Linked DNA regions of Hordeum vulgare: all the other regions are linked to region 3. A link is a contact called in public Hi-C data. All regions are on one chromosome and are shown on one strand. Each heading gives the region's core, a stretch centred on a gene start, on an enhancer-like site or on the middle of the called end of the contact. The rest is flanking DNA. Distances are from core to core; before and after follow the strand shown.

Region 1 (4,655 bases), core at 1,106-3,605, 510 kb after region 3:
TAACCAGACACTAAAGGCATACAATCTCCTACAATGCCGATGTTAAACTAACACCAACATCATTAACCGTGAATCGGTGCTGGTATCAGTTCACCTGCAAAATAGGATATCTGGATTCGTCACTTTCTGTCCCTAATGTCTTGCTGATCTTCCAGAAAGTATTTGGTATAATATTTAGCTGTTTAAAAACAAATGCCGAGTGCCCAAATTACCAAGTTATTCCCATTTTACCGTTCTTCTAATTATGCAATGCCATCGCAAGACAAGAGTTACATTGAAAATGTGCATTACAATACTTCTTGGGCTCTTTGATCACGAGGTATTTACAGAATTTGGTAAACCTGACAGCTGCAGATTCCTGAAATACTAACTTACTACACAAAACTCCAAAACATTAGACCATCTGCAATGCAGTTTTCTTATTACCACAGGTAGTTCATGGAAGCAAAGCAGGAACCCAACTCTTCTTACTCCGTGATATGAGAAGATAAAAGTACCATCACCAACACTGTTAATGGTGTGAAGCGGTCACTTCACTCACTTGCACTGGTGCTGGTCTCACTGCACACTCTGTGCTAATAATAATTCAGACATCCATAGTACTATTGATACAAAGTAAACTTGGATACACAAAACCATAATAACAACAAAAATGGCAATGCCCAATGATTTTAATTAAAGACAAGTATCACCAGAACAATATCTCCTAACATCGTGCACACTGCTCACAGTAACAGCCAACTCTTAATTCCGAAGTGACATAATCCTACAACTTATTCACGTTAGCAACCAAGAGTCCTTATCCAGAATGGCCTAGTGCTTACCTCTCCCCAAAGCAGCATTAACGATTCTTCAATGCTAAGAATGCGCTCAATTCAAACATTCTAACCAAACTGAAACACAGTATTCTTCAATTAAGCAGGACCCCGCGGCACTTCCTCATCAGTGGATGTCTCAGGTGAAGGCGTTTCATCATCATCAGATTCTTCTGACACACCCGTTTCCTCAGCAGCAGAATCTTTGAGTTCAAGTGGCTCAGTGGTAGCAGGCTCAGCCTCAGATACTGGTTCTTCAGCTGTACATTCTGCGTGAAGGGTTGTATCTCCGTTATCTGAGCCGAACCCAAGTTCCTTTTCCAGCTTCTTCCACCCAGACAGCATATTATCAGGGAACTTCTTCTTCACCACGTAAATAATCTCCTTCGCCTCAGCCACCTTGCCTCCCTTTGCTAATCCTTCAACAAATCCTTTCATTGTCTTAAAGTCTGGCACCTTGTGCTTGCTCATGCTTTCCCTGAAAACCTCCAAGGCGGCATCAAAATCGCCATGAGCAAACAGCTCAGCCAGCATGTGCTTATATGTGGCTGCATTTGCCGAGCACCCTTTGTCACCTAGCGAATGGTACAGCGCTTTGGCATCCTCCATCTTCCCAACTTTGCAATAGCCAGTCATGAGGAAATTGTAGGTGATGGTGTCTGGCTTTACTCCATCGGCCTCCATTTCCGCCATAACCTCGAGAACACCTTCCGGCTTGCCACTGAGTCCGTGGTGCATGGCCTTCACATTATATGTTGCATGGTCCGGCTTGCATCCGCTCTCCAGCATCTGCTTCCATAAAGTCTGGGCCTCCTCTATCTTCTTCTGCTTATACATGGAATCGATCATTGTGGTGTAGATGGTGGTGGTCGGCGAGATACCTTCCTCACGCATCCGAGCTATCACTTCGTGCGCCTTGGCGTCATGGCGGACCATACAGTGAGCCTTCACCAGTATGGCGTAGGAGGTGGCGTTGGGGGTGATGGAGAACTCCTTGGAGAGCTCCTCGAAGAGGACAGGGACGCGGCGGTGGCGGCGGCACCGGACGAAGGCCGATAGGAGGGCGTTGAAGGGCATTGAGGAGATGGGGGACGGGAGGGACGGCACGGCGGAGCGGAAGGCTTCGAGGGCCTTCTCGGGGAGGCCGGCGGAGGCGTATGAGCAGAGGATGGCCGAGAGGTGCGGCTCTGTTGGGGAAGCTGGGATGTGGGAGGAGAGGAGCGCCTCGGCATCAGCAAGCCGTCCGGCGCGCGTGAGGCGGCGTGCGGCAAGGGAGAGCGCATGGCGCGTAGAGCCGGCGGAGAGGGAGGCGGTGTCGATGGCCTCGAGGAGGGAGACGGCGCGGTCGGCGTCGTACTCGCGACGGAGGCGGGTCTTGGCGGCCGAGGATGTGAGCGGGGGCGCAGTGGTGGTGGCGCAGAGCGTGCGGAGGAGGACGTCGGGGCGGCGGCGGCGGAGAAGGGAGGCGAGGGCTGCCATTTTCGGGGGTGGAATTGGATCACAGCAAAGGTCTGGGGTTTTAGGTTTTGGGCGACAGAGTACACAGACCCACAGAGTACAGAGTACAGAACAAGAGAAGTCTGCTTTGTAAATGGCCAGTGTTGGGCTGGGCCTACCTGGGCCGTAAGCCCAGAACGTATCGACGGGTCCAACTCCCTATAACCATCACCGCGTTCTCACCGGCCTTCGCCGTCACCTGCGCCGGCGCGGCCACCGGCGAACGTTCTCAACTCGTCGTAGCGCGTAAGCTTCCTCCCCCCCGACATCACACTCCACAGTCCACAGTCCCCATCGTGTGTCGAACCGATGTTGCTAGAGTCAAAACCCTAACCCCTCGAAACACGAAACAGCTGCGGGGCATGGACGCGCTCATCTCGGCGGCGCTCGAGGAGGTGTGCGCCCGCCTCTCCTACGGAATCCCCGTCACCGACCTCTGGCCGGCACTACGCGGGGCGCTCGAGGCGGCCGGCCTCCCGCTCGGCCCTGCCGTCAAGCGCATCCTGTGGGCTCGCCTTCTCGCGCTTCCCGTCATCAGCCTCGTGGTGGGCAATGGGGATGGATCGACCGTCGCTCCCGGCGACCCGGCGGAGAAGGACGTGGAGGAGGCCGAGCGGCGGGGCGTGCGGCTGGTGTCGAGCGCGCCGCTCAGGGACAACTTCCTTGGGATGTATGACCACAGGTTCGCCAAATCGGAGCTGAGTACAGTCCAGAAGGCCGCGCTAGAGCTTGTCGGGGCAAGCAGGTGCGCTCCGATGTACATTTACGCAAAGTATCATATTGTTTGCTTACTATCTCCCCTTCGTTTTCTATTAATCCGTGCTGAATTTCTGCCCCCCTTCGTCTTTGTACATTTATGCCGACGCCTTGTAATTCTTCGGGCTTAGGAGCTTCTGAATATTGAGTCAGTTATGTTACATGTCCCGGTGATTATTTTAGTTATGAAGATTGGAGAATGTTCTCTATTCGGTGTTATATATGAACCTCATTTTGGGATGTTGTTATGTGTATGCTATATAATTATTTTGGTCCGTCGGGAAATTATCAGATTTTACTGCCCCCCCCCCCCCTCCCACACACACACATACACGACCACACATGCCAAATAGCAGGTTCAGCTGTGCCAGAGTTTCCATGCTATCTTGCTTTGCCAGTCAAATAAGTTCCAGCCAACATTGGCTCCCCTGGACACGTTTTAAGGGGTTTAAAGCCTGTTTTTTTTAAGTTTAACCAAGTCAAGTGATAGATTTGATTTGGTAAAAGTTGGCATGGCATCTCTCTTTGGTCGCTAAAAGTTTCAGGACTACTTTCTCTCACTTACCAAGTTTAGGTAACATAAAATTTATTTCTCAAATTTAAACACGGAAGTCTAAGGGTGTATTGCTTGTTAAACATGTGTTTTCTTAACACCCTGCGTTTTTTTTTTTGAAACTTGGCATCATTCCATCTGCAAATTAGCAGAATCAACATTCTCCAACAGAATTGCTACTGTTTTTTTTTTTTATCTTTCTTCGCCATACTATATGAAATTGCAAATTGGCAACAAGATATCATGACTTCGGTAATAACGCCTGCGATATTTGTTTACCTTTTGTCATAATAGGACTGTTGGTGTAACTCAGAATGATCTATGCAAAAAATTTCACATGAAAGGAAACAACTTCCATTTTATTGTAAAAAGCCTTGTATCACAGCGGCTCATAGTTAGGCGGTCAGCTCTCATAAAGGTGAAAGACAATGGGGCTGAGGGGGAAGAGGTTTCACATAATAAGCAGGTTATTAACACCAACTCATTATATCTGTCCCGATATGCCAAAGACATGAATATGAATTCACAACAAAGAATTGAGATTACAAAACCAGAAGTACTGGGGAGCAATGAAGAGACCAACATTGCTTTGCAAGAAGATGGAGGTTTTGCTGTAAATTTGAAGAATGACATATCTGTTCATGATTATCTTCCAGCAATGGAAGCCATATGTGAAAAACTTGAAGATGCCAGTGGAAAGGTTAATTGTTCTCTTCTTTTTCCATTTGATACTCTGTTTGATTTGTTTCTGATTTGCATGTTTGCTAACCTGGGGCAATTATTTCCCTGTAGGCTCTCGTTGTGTCAGATATAAAAGTTGATCTGGATTACAAGATGGCATATGGACACAGAGCATGGAGAAATGTAGGTTTGTTTATTATTGGTTACTGCAGATGTTCTCTATTTCCCTATTTCCTTCCTTATGGAGCGTTTTGAGATTTCTTTTTCTTCAGGTATTGCATAGGTTAAGAGATGCGCAGCTTGTTGAAGAATTCGATGCCAAAGTTGATGATAAGGTGATGTCAATGTTTCCT
Region 2 (4,438 bases), core at 1,862-4,361, 380 kb after region 3:
CTTGAATGTGATGCTAGTGGAATTGGATTAGGAGGTGTGTTATTACAAGATGGTAAACCTGTTGCATATTTTCTGAAAAATTGAGTGGGCCTAGTCTGAATTATTCTACTTATGATAAGGAATTATATGCTCCTGTTCGGACTTTGGAAACATGGCAACATTATTTATGGCCCAAAGAATTTGTCATACATTCTGATCATGAATCATTGAAACATATTAGAAGTCAAGCAAAACTGAACCGTAGACATGCTAAATGGGTTGAATTCATTGAGACTTTCCCGTACATCATTAAACACAAGAAGGGTAAATAAAATGTTATTGATGATGCATTGTCTCGTCATTATACTATGCTTTCACAACTTGACTTTAAAATATTTGGTTTGGAGACCATCACAGATCAATATGTGCATGATGTTGATTTTAAAGATGTGTTGGAGAATTGTAAAGAAGGGAGAACATGGAACAAGTTCATCATCAATGATGGATTTGTGTTCTATGCTAACAAGCTATGCATTCCAGTTAGCTCCATTCGTCTTTTGTTGTTACAGGGGCGCATGGAGGAGGATTGATGGGACACTTTGGCGTAAAGAAGACGGAGGATGTACTTGCTACACATTTTCTTTTGGCCAAAGATGCGACGGGATGTTGAGCGTTTTGTTGCTCGCTGCACGAAATGTCAAAAAGCTAAGTCACGACTCAATCCTCATGGTTTATATATGCCTTTGCCTGTACCTAGTGTTCCTTGGGAGGATATATCTATGGAGTTTGTTTTAGGTCTACCTCGAACAAAGAAGAGGAGGGATAACATATTTGTTGTCATGGACAGATTTTCAAAAATGGCACACTTTATACCATGTCGTAAAAGTGATGGTGCTGCTAATGCGGCTGATTTGTTCTGTCGTGAAATTATTCGCTTGCATGGTGTGCCAAATACGATTTGTTTCACATCGTGATGCTAAATTTCTTATCCATTTTTGGAGATGTTTATGGGCTAAGTTGGTGATAAAACTTACTTTTAGTACTACATGTCACCCCAAACTGATGGACAAACTGAAATAGTCAATAGATCATTGTCTACTATACTTAGGGTTGTTTGAAGAAAAAACGGAAAATGTGGGTATAATCATTCGCTGCATTCTACTACTAAGATGTGCCCTTTTAAAGTTGTGTATGGTTTCTTACCTCGTACACCTATTGATTTGTTACCTCTTCCATCTTCAGAGAAGGTTAATTTTGATGCTAAAGAATGTGTTGATTTGATATTAAAGATGCATGAGTTATCTAAGGAAAACATTGAGCGTATGAATGCTAAATATAAACTTACTTGAGATAAGGGTAGAAAAGATGTTATCTTTGCACATGGAGATCTTGTTTGGTTGCATTTGCGTAAGGATAGGTTTCCTGATTTGCGCAAGTCAAAGCTAATGCCACGTGCTGATGATCCTTTCAAGGTGTTAGAGAAAATAAATGATAATGCATATAGACTTGAGCAGCGTGCAGATTTTGGGGTTAGTCCCACTTTTAACATTGCAGATTTGAAGCCATATATGGGTGAGGAAGATGAGTTTCCGTCCAGGACGTCTTCAGTTCAAGAATGGGAGGATGATGAGGACATCAATATCATTGTTACATTCACACACCCACCTGCTATACATATTGGACCAGTTACTAGAGCTCGCACACGCCAATTGAATGACAAGGTACTTTCGTTTCTTGAAAATCCTTCTAATGTTCATGAACATATGATGCTGCCTAAGTTAAATACTTTTGTTGTACTTATGAATGAAGGACCTAGCATGGACAAGAAGGATATCCGTTGGAGCGGGATCAAGCATGGATAAGAAGGTGCACGCGCGGGAAAGAACAATGAAGCTTCCACTAGTGATTTTCGCACTTTAAAGCCACCATAAGGAGAGCATGAAGGCTTGGACGAAATATTCCAGACACCACTTTATAAATTTTGTCCATAGGCTATTATAGATGCCACACCACCTTATTTTTGGGCCAGGCCCATGTAATTTCGAAATACCATATTATAGGCTAATTTTATAGTTCATATGTGTGGGGAAACTGAGTTAGGGTCGATTTCGGACCCCTCCTCCAAGGGGTCACAAAATTCCTCCTCTATTCCCCCCATATATACAACCCTTAGGGCGCCGTTTAGACTTGAGTTTTGTTTAGATTACAAGTTCGCCATAGCTGCAACTTCGCGTTCTTCGTTTGTGTTCCATGACGAGACAAAGGCATCATAGAACCTCATTTTCATCAATAAAGCTTTCCTACTATTTTCACAATATCCAGATTGCAATCTTAGAGTCTTGCTTGTTCTTCGTTTGCGTGCAGGAAACATACCCTTGTGGTTAGGTTGATCGTGCTCCGGCCTGGTCAATAACCTCTCGGAGTTGATTTATCGATTGCTAAGGCGGGACGTCGTCACATGTTCGTAGTCGGATCGTCAAAGTCTACTCCACCAAAACCGATAACCACCATCTCATCGAAAGACAGGGACAACTTCGCCTCTATCAGCGTGTGCCCCTCTCTCCCCGCCCGCTCTGATTCGGGCCGCCGGTGGCCTGCTCCGCCCTGCCCGTCGACGGCCTCGCCTCGATAATGGAGGTCGAGCCGGCCGCAAGTCGAACCGGCGGCGGCAAATTCTGGCGTGCTATGGCTTCTTCAGATATGCGGCGATGGATTCCCTTGAGTTCCGGGTAGATTGCGGCCAGTTCTGCGGCGACCCGTGTGCTCTCACGAAGTTTGACCGGTCTACGTGTTAAACTGTATACTGTCTTCGAATATGTACATATAAAATTTTCGTGAATGGATATTCAGTGCCCTTTCATAAAAAATTTAAGGGCCGAACGAGTTTTGAGGATCTGCTAGACGTCTTTTTTTATCGAAACTGTAAACAGTTTTTATTTTTACTTTTATATTACGGTCATTGCTCTTAGTTAGTTGATTTGGAAAGAGTGGGTTCAGACGGAAGGAAGGGCCTCGCGCTCTCACCCCTTACGCCGTAGTTGGTCATTAGAAGCCCAGTATGGCCCATCAAACTAAAAGCACAATTGCAGCCATAATATAGACCCCTTGAAGGCCAGAGACAGCAAACCCCTCCATCGCTGAAACCCTCCAAACGCTTACCGCAATGGGCAGGAAACCCTCGGCCTCCGCCGCCGCCGCCGCCGCCGCTGCGGCTGCCGACCACGATTCCGCCGTTGCCAGCGCCAAGGCCGCCGAGCTCCTAGCAGCAGCAGCTGACTGCGACGGTATCCATGGGCACTCCATGTTCTTCGACGCCCTCGTGCAGCTTATACCCCCGCGCTTCTACCTCTCCGCCGACGATGACGTTCGCCCCTACTACCAAGGCCTCTCCAAGGCCGCCAAGGCGGCCATGAAGGCTCAGTCCCGCGCCAATATCAAGGCTGCCCGCCGAGCCCGCCTCGACCCCGCGGGGCCGCCTTCCTCCACCCTCGACCTTCTCAAGAAGTCCGTTGCCGACCAAGAGGCGGAGGAGAAGAAGGAAGAGGAGGAGGATAAGTCACAAGACGAAAGCCAGGAGTCCGACGACGAGGCCACCTCAGAGGGTGGCGACGACGACCAGGACAACGAAGAGGGAGATGAAGAAGAGGAGGAAGAGGATGAGGAGGAGGAGATGCAGATCGCCCCAGCAGCAGTTGTTTCTGAAGACCGATCGGTGACTTACGAGGAGCTGCGAGAGCGGCTTCATCGCCGCATTACAGAGCTTCGTGGGAACCGGTGCACCAGGCCAGAGTTCCTGAATAAGCCCCAGAAGGAGAAGGGTAAGAAGGCAAAGGGTGCTAAATTGAAGGGGAAGGAGGATGGTACAAAGCGGAAGCGTGAGGATGACACAGAGGGTAAGGATGGGAAGAAGCACAAGAAGGAAGGGGAAGAGAAGGCACCAGATATCATGTATGGCAATGTGTTGGTCGATCCAAAGGAAGCAAGGCGGAGGAAGAAGAGGAGGGTCAAGAACAAGAAGAAGGAGCTGGAGCAGGCTAAGCGGATGCAGCGGGCAAAGGAGGATCCTAAAAAGGCCACCAAGATGGCCTGGGATGTGGCAACAAGGCGCGCAGCTGGGGAGAAGGTGCACGACAACCCCAAGTTGATTAAAGAGAGCATGAAGAAGGATAAGAAGAGGCAGCAGAAGCACGCAGATGAGTGGAAGGACAGGCAGAGGACCGTGGACATCAAGAAGAAGCAGAAGCAGAATAAGCGGAAGGAGAACATCCAGGGCCGGGCAGAGGAGAAGAAGGCGCGCAAAATAGAGAAGCGCGAGAAGAAGCTTATGCGCCCTGGTTTCGAGGGGCGCAAGGAAGGTTATGTCAACGAGTGACATCTACATTGAAGATGATGATGAGTGAGTACTGTGTCTGCTTTATGTTTGTAAGGTTGCATATGTTGGTGTTGGTGTTGGTACTGG
Region 3 (4,244 bases), core at 1,593-4,092:
AGTTAGGTTCAGTATAGGAGACTGCCTTGGAACTACAGTAAGCAAATGCTAAGACACTAGATATTATCTTGCAACCGGTAAATAAATATAAATAATTTCCGCCATGACTATAGAAGAAAAACATAGTGTAGCAAGATGTAGACTTTTCTGTAGATATACTAGTTAAGTTATTTCCAGATATTGGGCAAATCATTATCAATGCTGTCAGCAGAACCAAGATAATGCCATTACTGACCTATTCTTGTAAGCTTCAAGGCCTAATGTTGGGAAGTTCTTGAAACCGCAGTCATCGCCACCACTGAAGAACCATTGGAAAAAGCCCCAGAAAAAGCTAACCATAAAGTACCTGCCCAATATCTTCACTTGCTTCCTGAGATAAGATGGTCACTGCTGTTAGCAAAGTTTTTTGACACTTGTGTAAGCAGTAGAGAACAGAACTGTATCAACATACTTTGCAAGCTTGGCACCCTCAGGTGTGTGAAAACCATTGATGAGATAAGCAGTTGCTGTGCCACTTGGATAGGTCAGTTTGTAGTCGACAATCATGATCTGGAAGAGCAACTCAGCTGATGAGAACAAAGTTTGCTTGTATACAGTTATTTAGTAAGAAATAAGGGAGAAACATGTTGAAGGTCTTACTTTTCTCATGGGCACAAGTGCAAAAATCCCAATAAAGCTGACGAGGAAAAGAAAGCCTATCATCCATCCGAGGTGAGGTTCCTTGATGTTCCAAGCATCATTAGCCTCTGTTGCTTGCTTAGCTATTGTGTCACTCATTCCGAACAGATAACTGCCAAACCCACCTGACCAATCGTAACAAATAATAAGGATGGGAATTAGCCAAATTTATTTGTTCGTGCATAATGACATACTAGCGAGTACAGTTTCACAGGGCAGGCAGATCGATCAGCAAAGGTAAACAGGGTTATGTGCTAATGTGCTTTCCACAAGTACATAAATTAATCAAGCAGTTGGTTTCATGCATCGAATGATTTCCTCATCCTATGATCATATATTTTTGGGAATCATCACATGACCAATTTGAAACATAGATAATCAGTAAATCACCGCTCACCATCCTGGAAATTCCTATCTGGTACAGTTGCAAGAGAAACAGAAACATATGTAAAGCTGCTGATAAGAATTCACACATAGATCAACTTAGGAACAACGGTCATTTGCTGTGAATTTTAAAATCAGCGACGCATATGCACTGTTGCGGGCACTCTCAAGTCTGTGAAACAAGTGACTATCACATGAAAGTATTCCCATATAAGCTTGAACGTACATGTAACATGGTTCCGAAATAAACCCACGGGCCATGCTAGTAGTTTATGTTCATGCGGACTCGATGCTTCACATGCATGAGTCACGTCTATCATAGACAAATACTAGAAAACAATGAGCCGTGCATCTATCTATTTTAAGGTGAGAAGTCAAACCAAGCACGCTCCTCCATTTTCAGCTTGTCCATAACACTAGCTGTAATTTGCTTCTCCATCCTTATCACCAGCGCCCAAAGTTCAAAAGATGTTTGTTGACCATTACACCTAGTTGGTTCACTCATTCACCTAATGAACCAACCAAAAATGGTCCCTAATTTCGTCATAGATAACACAGTTCAATCAGGTGCACGCAAGGACCATCGTCTCCAACAGCTATTTCGGAAGATTGGGAAAACGAAAGGCACACTGCAGTCCACCTAACACACCTATTAAACCACAAGTCCGAATCCAAGAAGTTTCTTATGCTGTCCTTTCCCTATCCTTGCTCTCATCATAAGCCTACTTTGGAGGATTTGAATGCGATTGGCTCGTATTTTTTTCTTCGGGGCAAAAGAAACAATGGATTCGTCCCAAGCCACCAACCCACTATTGCAAAACGTTATGCCCACCTCTACCTCCAGGAGCCCAGATCTGTATCGTGCTCCTCCTTATCTACCATGGCACGAACGAAATGGATTCGTCTACTGGTCAACTAGACGAATGGATGACACATAAATTGAGGCGTCCAAGGAAAGCCGACGCTCAAACGCAAAAACAATGTTCCTAGCACGCTTGAATTGTAACTGTAACTGAGGAGCTCGAACTCGAAGGTTGGGGAGGTTACCGCTGAAGGCGATGCCGTAGGCGGAGACGACGCAGGTCTGGATGACGGTGTTCTCCTGCCTGGTGAAGGGCTGGCCGATGAGGCCCATCCGCTCGAAGGCGGAGGTCCAAAGGCGAACGAAGAAGAAGCCGAGCAGTCCCGCGGAGACGTTGAGCGAGGGGATGATCCCCGTGGTGAGGTTGAGCTTCATGACGATGACGCTGAACATGACGGCGAGCAGCGCGCTGACGACCAAGGCCCGCAGCGTGAGCTGCTCCCTCCACGACGGCACCGCCTTGTCCGCGAACACCTGCTCCACCGAGGCGTCCTCGGGGCTGGCTCCGCCATTGCCGGCCTCCTCCGCGCCCTTGCCCGCGTGGCGGTGGCGGAGCGTGGGGCCCGTGGTCCCCGCCGCCTCCGCCACGTCGTCGTCCCCGGCGGCGCCGTGGGTGGTGCGCGTGGCCATTGGCGCTTGGACTCGGCGTCTCGCAGTGGTGCTCGTTCCGTTGGCGTGGTGGTGGTGGTGGAGAGAAAAATGCTTGGGCGATGGCTACGGCCCGGCCCCGGCGTCAGGCGTGAGCTGTGTGCTGCGCTGTGCTGGGCAATATTTATTGGGGGTGTGGCCCGTGCAGCAGCGGGTGCTGTGCCGTGGGGGTGGTGTCCCCCGAGGTGCTTTGAGACCGTCGCGATGGGATCGGACGGCGCAGGATCATTTGTGCGCCAGGAGCAGAGGCAAATGATTTGTGGTCGTCTCCACGATGTATGGGCCGGCCGAACCACACGCACCGTTTCTTATCGAACTCCTTCCTTCCACGATATAGCGCTACAGCGACGGACGCTTTCTTTTTTCTAAAAAAAAAAGGAAAGCCGCGGCACTCTGCATCAATCGTTACTTTTTTTCCTTTAAAAAGGAGGATGACCTTCAACCTCTGCATCTATAAGATGCATGCGGCCATTTTACGAATATCTTACAAAGCATACAATAATATGCATGAATCCGTTATCTTGACAACATCTACTGCTACTCTTATCCATATGATGAAGGGGTCCAAGCTGTACCAAATAACCAGACCTTTCATCTAAGCCTAACATCTAAAGCTGGAGACCCTGATCGAACCACATACCTGAATCCGTCATCTTGACAACATCTACCGCTACTCATATCCATATGATGAAGGGGTGCAAGCTGGATCAAATACCCAGACCTCTCACCTAAGCCTAACATTTAAAGCTGGAGACCCTGACCGAGCCACATACCGGGTCCGGGGCACAATCCGGTCCGACGCACTCACATATATCGTCGTCGCCATCTTCCACTAGTCCATCTTCACATCAGGTTGAGGTACCAGCCTTGGCAGGTGCCTCCGCCATCGACGCCACCATGACGCCAAACGACGACCTTCATCTACGCAGTCCATCTCCAAGCAACGGACGAAGATCCATGCTAGGATAGGGCCGCACCACCGCTGTCGCCCGCCACCCACAACCGCCAACCAGCCCAAGGTTCCCAAAGCGGCGCCTTCAAAAAGGGAACGACGCTGTGAGCGCCGCCGCCGTCCAACAAACTTAAGGCTTTCGCCCGGGAGACCTAGGGGAAGGGGAAGTGAGGGGATCAGTGCATACCGACGCCTCCAAGGAGGGGAACGACGCCCTCGGGCGTCGCCATCGACGCGGCCGGCCATGGCCGACCAGGGAATTCACCTGAACTAGATCCCCGCCACCAACATCGCCTCCTGTACAAAACCGGCGACCCAAGGAAGCGCGACCCGACCAGGCTGGCTCGCACGCCGAACAAGGGAGGAGGGGAGGCGCCAGATTGCGTGCACCGGCCACCGCAAAAGCCGCCGACGGACGCCAACGACCACCGGATCCCGCCGCCCGTGCGGCCGAGACGCCAGATCCACCGCCCGCACGATTGCTAGCTTGTCGTGCCTCGCCAATGGAGCCGCCGTTCCAGATCTGGGGCTCCTCACGCAGAGGCAGGGCAACCTAGGCCCCGTCGCCACCATCCTTGGTGCCCCGGGCTTGCCCGACGGCTGCCTCAAGCGGCGGCGAGGAAGGGAGGGGGAGGGGGCGGCTAGGGTTGAGAGGGAGGGAGGGAGACGTGTGTTGTATGATCAATTGTTACATATGCAGGCATATTATTAATAAATAAC

The links. A called contact is a pair of places that touch in the nucleus more often than the background predicts.
Region 1: a contact with region 3 is called in a Hi-C map of seedling, with 4 times the contacts expected there. The contact joins the promoter of LOC123401299 here to the promoter of LOC123401425 in region 3. A contact is called at or near these places in 1 of 6 Hi-C or Micro-C datasets (seedling) and 1 of 1 datasets of contacts at active chromatin or transcription factors (embryo).
Region 2: a Hi-C map of seedling shows a contact between it and region 3, with 4 times the contacts expected there. The contact joins the promoter of LOC123401622 here to the promoter of LOC123401425 in region 3. A contact is called at or near these places in 3 of 6 Hi-C or Micro-C datasets (leaf and seedling) and 1 of 1 datasets of contacts at active chromatin or transcription factors (embryo).

The regions. Positions count from the first base shown.
Region 1 is chr6H:383,834,486-383,839,140 of MorexV3_pseudomolecules_assembly, reverse strand. LOC123401299 (pentatricopeptide repeat-containing protein At4g36680, mitochondrial-like) reads right to left here and starts at 2,355. Exons shown (of 1, transcript XM_045095074.1): 1 at 642-2,355. The coding sequence starts at 2,294. The coding sequence ends at 915. LOC123401298 reads left to right here and starts at 2,502. Exons shown (of 18, transcript XM_045095072.1): 1 at 2,502-3,057; 2 at 3,916-4,321; 3 at 4,414-4,485; 4 at 4,575-4,637. The coding sequence starts at 2,675.
Region 2 is chr6H:383,961,165-383,965,602 of MorexV3_pseudomolecules_assembly, reverse strand. LOC123401622 (ribosomal RNA-processing protein 14) reads left to right here and starts at 3,111. Exons shown (of 1, transcript XM_045095457.1): 1 at 3,111-4,438. The coding sequence starts at 3,143. The coding sequence ends at 4,351.
Region 3 is chr6H:384,341,053-384,345,296 of MorexV3_pseudomolecules_assembly, reverse strand. LOC123401425 (probable metal-nicotianamine transporter YSL14) reads right to left here and starts at 2,842. Exons shown (of 6, transcript XM_045095224.1): 1 at 2,110-2,842; 2 at 640-803; 3 at 452-549; 4 at 236-370. The coding sequence starts at 2,554.